Linked DNA regions of Triticum aestivum: region 1 is linked to region 2. A link is a contact called in public Hi-C data. All regions are on one chromosome and are shown on one strand. Each heading gives the region's core, a stretch centred on a gene start, on an enhancer-like site or on the middle of the called end of the contact. The rest is flanking DNA. Distances are from core to core; before and after follow the strand shown.

The links. A called contact is a pair of places that touch in the nucleus more often than the background predicts.
Region 1: a Hi-C map of leaf shows a contact between it and region 2, with 5 times the contacts expected there. The contact joins the promoter of LOC123103233 here to the promoter of LOC123103232 in region 2. A contact is called at or near these places in 2 of 5 Hi-C or Micro-C datasets (both in leaf).

The regions. Positions count from the first base shown.
Region 1 is chr5A:333,109,278-333,115,067 of IWGSC CS RefSeq v2.1, reverse strand. It overlaps LOC123103233 (E3 SUMO-protein ligase SIZ2), which reads right to left and starts at 4,028. Exons shown (of 16, transcript XM_044524756.1): 1 at 3,725-4,028; 2 at 2,535-2,615; 3 at 2,212-2,260; 4 at 2,035-2,113; 5 at 1,768-1,927; 6 at 1,321-1,454; 7 at 1,087-1,155; 8 at 878-965; 9 at 557-632. The coding sequence starts at 3,766.
Region 2 is chr5A:332,775,580-332,780,946 of IWGSC CS RefSeq v2.1, reverse strand. LOC123103232 (protein DWARF 53) reads left to right here and starts at 3,687. Exons shown (of 3, transcript XM_044524755.1): 1 at 3,687-5,273. The coding sequence starts at 4,123.

The DNA of each region.
Region 1 (5,790 bases), core at 2,779-5,278, 330 kb before region 2:
GGGGGGAGTAGGAGGCTGGGACTAAAGAAGAGATACAACTATACAAGAGAATACAACCAGGCTCCATCCTAAAGGAGAGGAGAAAGAGGCATTTTTGAAGCAGAACCGGGAAGCTAAAAGGATTAACATGCATACAGACGTGCACACACATATCGCTCGTAATCGGACAAGGGAATGCAACACAAGATGACAAATGGTATTCGGCGCAGCAACCAAGCACAAGCTACATCTAGCTTTGGTCACACCACATAAACCTAGGAAAGTAAATCACCATGCAAACATGAACTCATTTTAACAGCTAAATATTAGTTTGGAAGGCAAATATGAAGCCCGTCCTTCAATCAGGTGCATGGCGGGGAACAGTGTCAGTGTGTGCACCAAGTATAACAATAAGGCAAATGTTAAAGATGCATCTTCCCTGGATACTTGTAGATTACATGACTCGTAAGAAACCAAACCTGTGCAATGAACTTGAGTATGTGTCCTTTAAGCTAAATAAACAATTTTCTATAGATCTATATCAAAGGATGTTATCTAGTAGGCCAATGCATATTACCATTAATTTGCATATCAGAGTGTAAAGGCCATTGCATCCTGAAAGGAACTTGGTCATCAAGAAGGATACACCAAACCTGCAAGAACATAAGTGGTGCAAAGAAACTTAATGTCAACAATGCATGCAGACAGTGGTCTGATATTCTCTAGTATGGCAGAAGATGACTGGAAATAGCATACAGTGACCATAACTATACTCACAAGTCACAGCCAAATCTTTGAATTACAACAATCTGGCATTTCTTAATAATGCATGACCAAAGAAACACTTATTGAAGGATGACCCTGGACAAACCTAATACTTCAAGGAAATGAAAAGAACCTGAATGTCATATTCGTCTTTCTGTAGCATTTCCCTATTAGCTCTTGATAATGGAAAGGTTTTCTCGAGATACTGTATAGTATATGACCTGGACCATAGGAAAGAATCACACACAAAAACTATGCAAATTTCAGAATGTCATGGTTCAGTTTAATTCATCAATTTATGCACTGACCAAGTGAATTAATAATATTCAATGCATAACTCACCCATCAGTCGCTATTTTAGAAGGAGCTATTGATGTTGGAAGTAATGGATGATTGATAGTGACCCAGAAACTGCAAGTTATAGAAGGAAACTATGTTAAAACAGCTGGTCATTTAATATTAATACTGGAGAATGAGGAATTGATTAGATAATGTTCTCAGCCTTAAATGTTGAAAAGGCAAACAGGCAGAACAAAAGATGAGTTTGGTATTGCATGAAAGTTTTGAAGAACTTACGGATCGGCCTTATTTATTCGACAGACGTCACAGTAGAAGCTGGAAGGTAATTCCTGAGGAACACTCTCTGCAGACTTCTCGGATATGATAACACAACCAACATGTTGCCAGACATTGCATTGTGGATTATCACACTGAAAAGGTCCAAGCAAGTTAGGTGGAACAAACAGAACCTATCAAGAACAGAACTGCCAATTTCATAAAACACATGATATTCGTAATAAAATAAGTTCTGTGTTCCAAAACAACTAACGTGGGGTTTTAGAATATAAGAACAATTCACTGCTTTGAAGTTTCAGAATGTACATAAACTGATTTAATGATTCAGTATACAATCTGCATAATCAAGGAGACTGACGAACAAATTGTGATCTTGCTGCATTGATTGGAGAAAATGAAAAGACAATTAAACTGTCAAGTAGTCATGTTTGTGATGAAAACTAATACCTTTATCATGGATCCATTGGCCATGGAGTTACCACAAGGACAACGGACCTTGACATCCTTTTGAGCAGAGCCATTTAACTTTTTTTTAGGCTTTACACTTTGTCCTGAATCAATCTGATTTAGTGAGCCTGCAGCAGAATTTGCAGGACTGTGCAGTTTCCTAGATATTAAGCAAAAACAGACAGTATGAGTGTATGACAAAACACAGTAGGAGTCAATCCAAATAATACAAACACAAGGTCAGTATGTGAACAAATGCAAACTCACCTAAAGGTTTCATCAACTATTTTCAACACGGTTTCTTTTTCAACTGCCGGTTTCTTTGTTAAGCCATTCAGTTGTGATACTGCAAGAACAATATGAAAGTTATTCCTCTTGTACCTTTAGACAAACACTAGTATAAAAGGGCCAGTGTTGGAAGAAGAAAGACAAAAAACAATGCACCTTGATCTTGTTGATCAGATAGTATTGCTAAGATTTTATCCACCAATTCCTGGAATTGTAAAGCAAAATCAGATAAACAAAAAGTGGCTTAGAAGTAAATACTCAATATAAGTACTAAAAGGCACAGAGAAGTTAATTAGTTCCGAAAGATGTTACGGTATTAGTAAGGACGACTTGACAATCTAATCGATTATTTGTTCCCAAAGTAAAGGGAAGATTGAAACGTTTGAGCAAGTGATGTAAACTTGTAAAGTAAAGCAATAAGTATAATTTATATTTGTAGAATGTATTCATGTAGATTTACGAAATTGGATTGAACAAACCTGCTTCTTTCCTTGCTTTGAAAGTCCAAGCAGATGCAGGACATCTTTTAGCTCTTTTATTCTGAAGTGCTTCAACTTGTCCTGCAACAAAGCATTTAGCTATCAGCGACATAAAACAGATGAATAAGCCACACAGGTCTATTCCTTTAGGACAAGACTAACACATACATGAAAAGGGGTGCTAAATAAGATAATCACTTGAAAGCTCTACTTCGTAAGAGGGGCATCTTGACAACATAAAAGAACTAACACAGAAAATGATGAAATTTCCAATATAGACCACTCCAATTGATTATACATAGTGATGTAAACAAGAAACAAGTTTTATCAGATGATGCGAGGAGCTGAGGGCAGAACTATCGATGCCGCTGCTATCCCGTATACTATACATGAGTAAGGGCATGGTATAGTGTAATATAGCGACAGTTCTGGACTGTTGTCAAATGCTTGGGTAAGAGCACCTAGTAGCTATCAACTACAATATACAGATATTAAGTACCACTAAAGTGAAGGTGGCGCAGCAATGACATTTAGCAATGGAACTCAAATCTAAAACTTGGTTACTAAATGCATCCCTCCAAACAATCTTACTGAAGCCAAGTTGCCGAGCAATGTAAACAGTACCAGTGGAAGAGAATGGCAAACAGATAAAGAAATCAGCTAGCTTTGCGGAAACAAGCAATGCAAGAAGACTAAGAAATACTAACTGTGAGCAGTTTCAGCACCTAGCAAAATGTTAGTAGGGCATGTCAGCTTGGGCGTCAGCGGTGTCGAATCCCAGATTGCAATCTCTACAGAAAACAACTTGTAACGATGTAAGATGCGCAGCTGCGGCCTAATTGTAAGCAGTTACATGTATGGACCTAGTAGCCAGGCTTGGTAAGTAAAGCTAGTTCAAGTTACAGAAGGGAATTGACAAGGGATGATCAATCAAGAGTTTCCCTGTCCCTAATCGGCTAAACAGAAACCTATTAAGCGGTAGGAGTATGAAACTAATCAAGACGGCTCGTCAGAGTTCTACTAGGTCATGATGGGAGGGGGTCGCTGGAGGAGGGCCTTAGAATTAGAACCGACCCGTCGCCAGATTGAGGTCGCCGTACAGGGTAGAAGCGGTCATCCACCGCGGAACACGTCCCGATGGAATCGCAAACGTATGAGGCATGGAGGGATATGCGTAGAGATGCGGGTACCTTGCAACCGGCGAGCGCCGCGTCGGCGGACTCCGGCTCCATGGCGGCTCTGGCCGGGGGGAATCCAATGTGACGACGCCCTACGCGAGGCGGGCGGAGTGCAGGGAGGAGCGTCGGCGGAGAATTGGAGGAGGCTAGAAGAATCGCGGCTGCCGGAGGAGGAGGGGCGCTCCGCTCCGTTGGTGTGCGGCGGCTCGCGGGCGTGGCGGCCTGGCTGCTCTCTTTTCTCCTCCTCTTCTCTTCGGGTGATGACGACGACCGAGGGAAGAAACCTACGACGGGATCTGGGCGGGACGCGTGTACCCTACGAGGACTGGCGCGGATCTTAATGCTCTCTCCCCTGGCTTAGGCGACAGATCCGATTTTGATTAGGGTCTTTTTTAAGGGACTTTGATTATGAGTCTTTGGAGTAACTTCCGTTACATGTGGCGTATGACTTATACTAGTAGACATCCTTGACGTATGAAAACAACCAGTAATGTCAACATCTTGTTGTGAACTTGTCGTAGCTCTCATGATCAGGGTTTTTTATTATGCTTTTATATTTATATAAATATTTTGCAACCATACAATAATTAAAAATTATTATTATATTATATTGTCCAAATTTTATTGTCCCATACAACCAAATATATCACTAAATATATTGCAAAACATTCGTGCAGCAATGTGTGAGATAACATCTAATCCTATATACCTAAATAGTTGATCCCCACTTAACTTCAACTAGATGATACCCCGCACGTTGTTGCGGGAATATTTTGTAACATATTTCAATGTGACTCGTTGTATGAAACATGAATATTTGAAGTAATAATATAAAAAGCTAACAATAAAAATACATATAATTTATTGTGCTTGATTACTATATAGCTGTAAAATGTTTATTAAATGTATATAGCATAATAGAATGAAAAAACCCTCATGTATGTTACATGTTGAGATAAGTCTTTTTTTCATGCATGTCATGATGAAGTGGCATGCTTGCATGTTGAGAGACATATGATAGTGGGGGTGAGCCTTTTCTCATGCATGTTGTGCAATGATGTGGCATGCTTGCATGTTGAGAGAAATAGTTAGTGGGGGCTAGCTATTTAGATATACTCCCTCCGTTCCTAAATACTTGTCTTTCTAGGCATTTCAACAAATGACTGCATACGGAGCAAAATGAGTGAATCTACACTTTAAAATATGTCTACATACATCCGTATGTAGTAGTCATTTGAAATGTCTAGAAAGACAAATATTTAGGAACGGAGGGAGTAGAAGATTCTCTCAATGTGAAAGTATGCCACCTCACCATGCCAGCATGTATGAACTAAATAATTGATCTCCACTAAGAGCATCTTCAGCAGCCGCGCTAAACAAGCGCCGCGCCTCAATTTTGCCCTTTTTAGCGCGCGCGCAATCGGTAGAGGGGCTCCAGTGCGCGCGCAATAACCGCGCGCGCGGCATATAGAGTTGGGCACGCGGTCTGAATCGCCATCACGTGCTGTGAATTTGGGGCACCCGCTTCCGCGCGTGGCACACACGAGCGCTCGCGCCGCACTCTCTCCACCGCGCCACCTTCGCCCCACACGCGCCGGCGCCGGCGAATTGACCCGATGGACGCACGCGCCGCCCCCCCCCCCCTCACCCCTTCCTATAGCCGCGACCCCTCCATCGCCGCCGCTACCACAAACCCTGGCGTGGAGAGCATTGGCCTCGCCTCCGCCGGAGCTCCTCCGAGCATCGGCCTTGCGCGCGGCCTCTTCATGCCGTCGTGGATGACCTCGGCGGCGGGTGGCGTCACGCGGGCGCTCGCCGTGAAGCCACGTGCCCCCCCCCCTCGAAGCTCCCAAATGCGGCGCAGCCGAAGAAGGGCAAGACATCCGCGAAGAAGAACAAGGTGGCGGACGGCTCCGGCACCTCAAAGGCGTCGAGGAAGAAGCTTGCAGGGCGTGTGACGGGCACGGCGGCTACCGAAGCGCCGGTGAGCTCACTTGTTGAGCCGGCGGCCGACGCGCACAATATGTTCGAGGAATTGCCCCAAAGGTAGAAAATTTCCCCCAACTTATCTTTTGTTG
Region 2 (5,367 bases), core at 2,438-4,937:
TGCAAAACACGGCTGTTATACGACAATAAAAAGAGCACAAGGACGGATCCCTTTTTAACTGTTGGGATTTCGGTCTCAGTCACCTGTGAGGCTGGAAATAGCCCAGGGTAATCGGCCGTAATGGCCACCAAGGTATTGTCATTACTCCCTTGGTAAAATACCCCATCGATCAGCTCCACGGATATGTCTGGATCCTCCTGGGAGGCCGGGTCAAGGGACCATCCAGGGTCCTCGGGCTATGGGGGAGGGTTGTTTATCTCCTTTACTGCCTGGCGCAGCTCCTGCGATGAAATCGCTAGAATGAATACTTAAACTACGGGAATACAAAACGGATGGGCGAGAAAAATCTCCGCTTACCCAGCTTGGACGGTTGTACATGGAGAATCCGCCCTGCGGATTGACGCGGAGGAATTCCTCCTCTTCTCCCTTGTACAAAGTGGACAAGATCTTTATTAGATCGGCAGCCGATCCCGGCCCTTTGCGGCCGTGGCGGGTGGCGTCATCCTCCCCGTTGAAATCCCACATGGGGTGGCCCCTATACTGGAGCGGCTGCACCCCCGCATAATGCATATAGCCATGACCTCGATCATGGTCAATCCGGATCGAGCTAAAGAGCTTATCCGGCTCATCAGATAAAGAATGTACAGGTCGTCTTCCTCCAGGGGGCTCCATGGACGCCAGCTCTGACGCTTCTTCAAAGGGGCGTTGTCAAACTCTGGAAGGCCGATCCGAATAGGGTCCGGAAGGGGGACATCTTCTATATAAAACCATTCTGAAGGCCAGTCTTCGGACGTCTTCTTTGGGGTCCAGTATAGGTATCCGGTCCCGGCGATACGCCACACTTCGGCTCCGCCCACTTGATATATTGATCCCTTCTTAGAACGGAGCACCAGACAGAACAGCTTCTTCCACAGAGCGAAATGAGCCTCACAGCCCAAAAATAACTCACAAAGGGCTACGAATCCCGCGATATGCAGGAGAGAAGCAGGCGTGAGGTTGTGCAGCTGGAGGCCATAGAACTCCAGAAGCCCTCGGAGAAACGGATGGATTGGGAATCCGAGCCCTCTTACCAGATAAGGGATAAGGCACACCCGCTCTCCCTTGGAGGGATTGGGATGGCTCTCCGCTTGCTCTCCGCCATTATAGGTGGCAATCCCGGCTTGAACTGGGACCAGGTACGCTGGGGGAAGAAATCCCTTGGACTGAAGCATCACCAATTTGCTATACGGGATGGAACATCTCTCCCAATCTCCAGGCTTGGAGCTAGGGGTGCGAGAGGAGGAGCTGCATCGACCGGCCATGGTGGAATGGATCTCTATCGGGTACGCTCTGATGAAGACTCGGCAAGGGAGGATGATGTGATTTGGATCTGAATCCTCGTCTTTTTAAATAAGCGTCCCATTTGTATAGCTAGGGGGGTAAATGTGAAAACACCCTGGCTCTTCACATTCGCTCAACACGTGGAAAGTGGCCATTATTGGACGCGGAAGCCAAGAAATACAAACCATCACGAGGAACCGGACATTATTTCGACAGGTACACAGAATTTGGAGAAGGAACCCGCCCTGCAATGCCGAAGACAACTGCGCACCGGACTCATCGTCATTGAAGCCTGGTTAAGGGGCTACTGTGGGAGTCCTGGATTAGGGGGTCTCCGGACAACCGGGATATCTCCATTGGCCGGACTGTTAGACTATGAAGATATAAGATTGAAGACTTCGTCTCGTGTCCGGATAGGACTCTACTTGGCGTGGAAGGCAAGCTAGGCAATACGTATATGGATATCTCCTTCTTTGTAACCGACCTTGTGTAACCCTAACCCTCTCCGGTGTCTATATAAACCGAAGAGTTTTAGTCCGCAGGACAATAATCACAACATACAATCATACCGTAGGCTAGCTTCTAGGGTTTAGCCTCTCTGATCTCGTGGTAGATCTACTCTTGTAACACCCATATCATCAATATCAATCGAGCAGGACGTTGGGTTTTACCTCCATCAAGAGGGCCCGAATCTGGGTAAAACTTCGTGTCCCTTGCCTCCTGTTACCATCCGCCCTAGACGCACAGTTCGGGACCCCCTACCCGAGATCCGCCGGTTTTGACACCGACAGCACCCTTGTAATCATGTTCATCATCATCAATATCAATGAAGCAGGATGTAGGCTTTTACCTCCACCGTGAGGGGCCGAACCTGGGTAAAAACCTCGCGTCTCTCGTCCCACTCAACCCCTCTCAAACTACCACGTAGATGCATTGGCCTCACGACTAAGTCCTGACACTAAGGACATCTGTCGTGACAATTCCACGACAGTATCTAGTCATAATATGTTAATATTTCGTTGAACATGTTATATGCTAGCTACTAGTCATATCATGTTAATTAGCAATTTGATGAACTTAATTGATGTCATTTGGCTCTACTAGTAATGTCTACCTTAAATGCTATATGATATACTGTTGCTACTAAACTGAAAAATGTTATCATTTGGCTAGGAAAACACCATTGTGTAGCTTTTTTTATGTGTAAATATCAAATTAGTGGTGTGGCCCTATTATGACATGCCATCGACGATGAATATTACTGGTTGTGTGCCTTGTTACCACACGCCATCAGTATATCCCGTACCGGTGGCGTGCCTCCATGTGACACGCCACCAGTATATCTGCTATTGATGACGCGGGGTCCACATGCCACCAATATATTGTATCAGTTGCGCATATTGATGGTGTGGGGGCGACACGTCACAAAGGTGTTTTTTAACATGCCACCAGTAGCGTCTTCTGCGCTAGTGTCTGTAAGATCTCTCGACGATCAATCATGTCACTAAAATTTGCGACAAGAGAAAAATATAGGGCATCAAATTGTTTCAACAGTGTAATTGACAATTTACATTCTTTCGTAAGAAAATGTTATAGAAAGCATCACTTTCATGATTTTTTTGCGTAAGTTATGTCCACATCGATATGGATTGCAGCACGCCGTAAAGATCCTAAGTCTCTCTCTGTAAGTTATCTAAATATCATCACACGCCACTTGTCACTAATTGGTAGGGCCATAGCCCACTGTAAGCACAGCACAAAGGCAACATTTCTAGTGGATTCTCTCTAGACCTCTCTCTACTATGTACATTGCTTTCCCTCATAAAAAATAATAGTACTATGTACATTGCTCAATCCACTCATATATGGAAGACAGTAAAACCAAGGTGCATGTGTGGCTGGAAACGAGGAACAAATCAATTTGGAGACACACAAATATCTTCCGGCGCGTCTTTGACAGCACGGGTCGACAACAAAATCGGACGGATGTGATGTAAGCCTAACAATAAACAGAACAATAGACGTCTACATCGAGCTAAAGATGCGGTTTGTTTCTCAAGCCACACACACAAAAAAACGTTTTTCCCCCGCTCAAGGTGGATTCCGCAATTAGAAAAGGCTGAAATTCCCATTACAAACATGTAGTTGGACCGCGTCGGGGGCCAATAATTGGTCGTGCGAAAATCATCGGAGGACCATATGAATGAGCGCTTCACCAGCTATTCAAGAGGGAGGCAGGGTGCATGCATCCTGCGACTGTGCCCATAGCTTATGCTAGATCCCATTGCGTTGGGCATCTTCTAGGCCTGGGCTACACGATCTCATGCCGCATTGTGCGGTAAATGGAAGGGAACAATCATGCTGCAGCAGCTAGGATGGGGAGGAGTACACGACAGAGCACGGCGAGCGGGCGGGGCAATGGCCAAAAGGAGGAGGAATCTCGATCTCAATCTCAATCTCAATCCGCACTTGCACTGCCGCTAGGCCACAGTGTGTGACGAGGGCTGCCGCATCCGCATATATGCTCCACCCCACCAAATTTCCCCACTCCGATGGGCCTCACCACGCCGAAACCCATAAAAAAGAGAGGAACCAGACGATATCCGTCGTGGTTTATAAGCAAGCAATCCACCTTCACTCCCAGCCGATTATTATCCCCACCCCGGAAGCCGAAAAATCCGAAGCGATCCTCGCTGTCGTTGGCGGTTTACCCCTCGGGCTCGGGCGTTTTACGCTTGCGCCCCATGCCCGGTGAAAAGTAGTCGCAGCCAGCCGAAAATCCCCCCGTGCGCCCGCGGAGAGATGCCCACGCCGGTAGCCGCGGCGAGGCAGTGCCTGTCGCCGGCGGCCGTGACGGCGCTCGACGCCGCGGTCGTGTCCGCGCGGCGCAGGGTGCACGCGCAGACCACGTCGCTCCACCTCGTCGCCGCGCTGCTCGCGCAGCAGGCCCCGCCGCTCCTCCGCGACGCGCTCGCGCGGGCCCGCAGCGCCGCCTACTCCCCGCGCGTGCAGCTCAAGGCGCTCGAGCTCTGCTTCGCCGTCTCGCTCGACAGGCTCCCCTCCGCCGCCTCCTCCTCGTCCGCCGACGAGCAGCCGGAGCCGCCCGTGTCCAACTCGCTCATGGCGGCCATCAAGCGCTCGCAGGCCAACCAGCGCCGCAACCCGGACACCTACCACTTCTACCACCAGGCCGCCTTCCAGGCCGCCACCGCCGCCTCGCAGGTCAGGGTCGAGCTCTCGCAGCTCCTGCTCGCCATCCTCGACGACCCCGTCGTCAGCCGCGTCTTCGACGACGCCGGCTTCCGCAGCGCCGACATCAAGCTCGCCATCCTACGCCCCGCGCCGCCCATGCCGCTGCTCGGCCGCCTCCCTACGCGGGCCCGCCCGCCGCCTCTCTTCCTCTGCAGCTTCGCCGCCGCCGACGACGCCGACGTGCCCTCGCCCGCCGGGAGCATCGCCGGCGGCGCCGGCGAGGAGAACGGCCGCCGCATCGCCGAGATCCTCGCCCGGGGCCGCAACCCCATGCTCGTGGGTGTCGGGGCCGCGTCCGCCGCAGCGGACTTCGCCGCGGCCTCGCCGTACCGCGTCCTCCCCGTCGGTCCAAACTCCATCGACCAAACAGAACTCGGCGTGGAAGCGGCGATGGCTGGCGCCACCTCCGGCCTCGTCGTAAGCGTCGGTGACCTCAGAGAACTGGTCCCGGATGACGGCGAGCTCCAGGAGAGGGGGCGCCGGGTGGTGGCGGAGGTGACGCGGGTGCTGGAGACGCACAGAGAGGGGCGTGTCTGGGTGATGGGGTGGTCGGCCACCTACGAGACCTACCTCACCTTCCTGTCCAAGTTCCCCTTGGTTGACAAGGACTGGGAGCTCCAGCTGCTGCCGATCACGGCGGTGCGCGCCGGCGGGCTCATGCCTCCGGCAACCACGGCATCTCCTTTACCCAAGTCCGCAAGGTGAAGAAGCCCTTTCACTTTTGCACATATATATCTTTTTTTTGAAACTTTTGCACATATATATCTGTCATAGTAATTGTTTATGCTTAGGGTT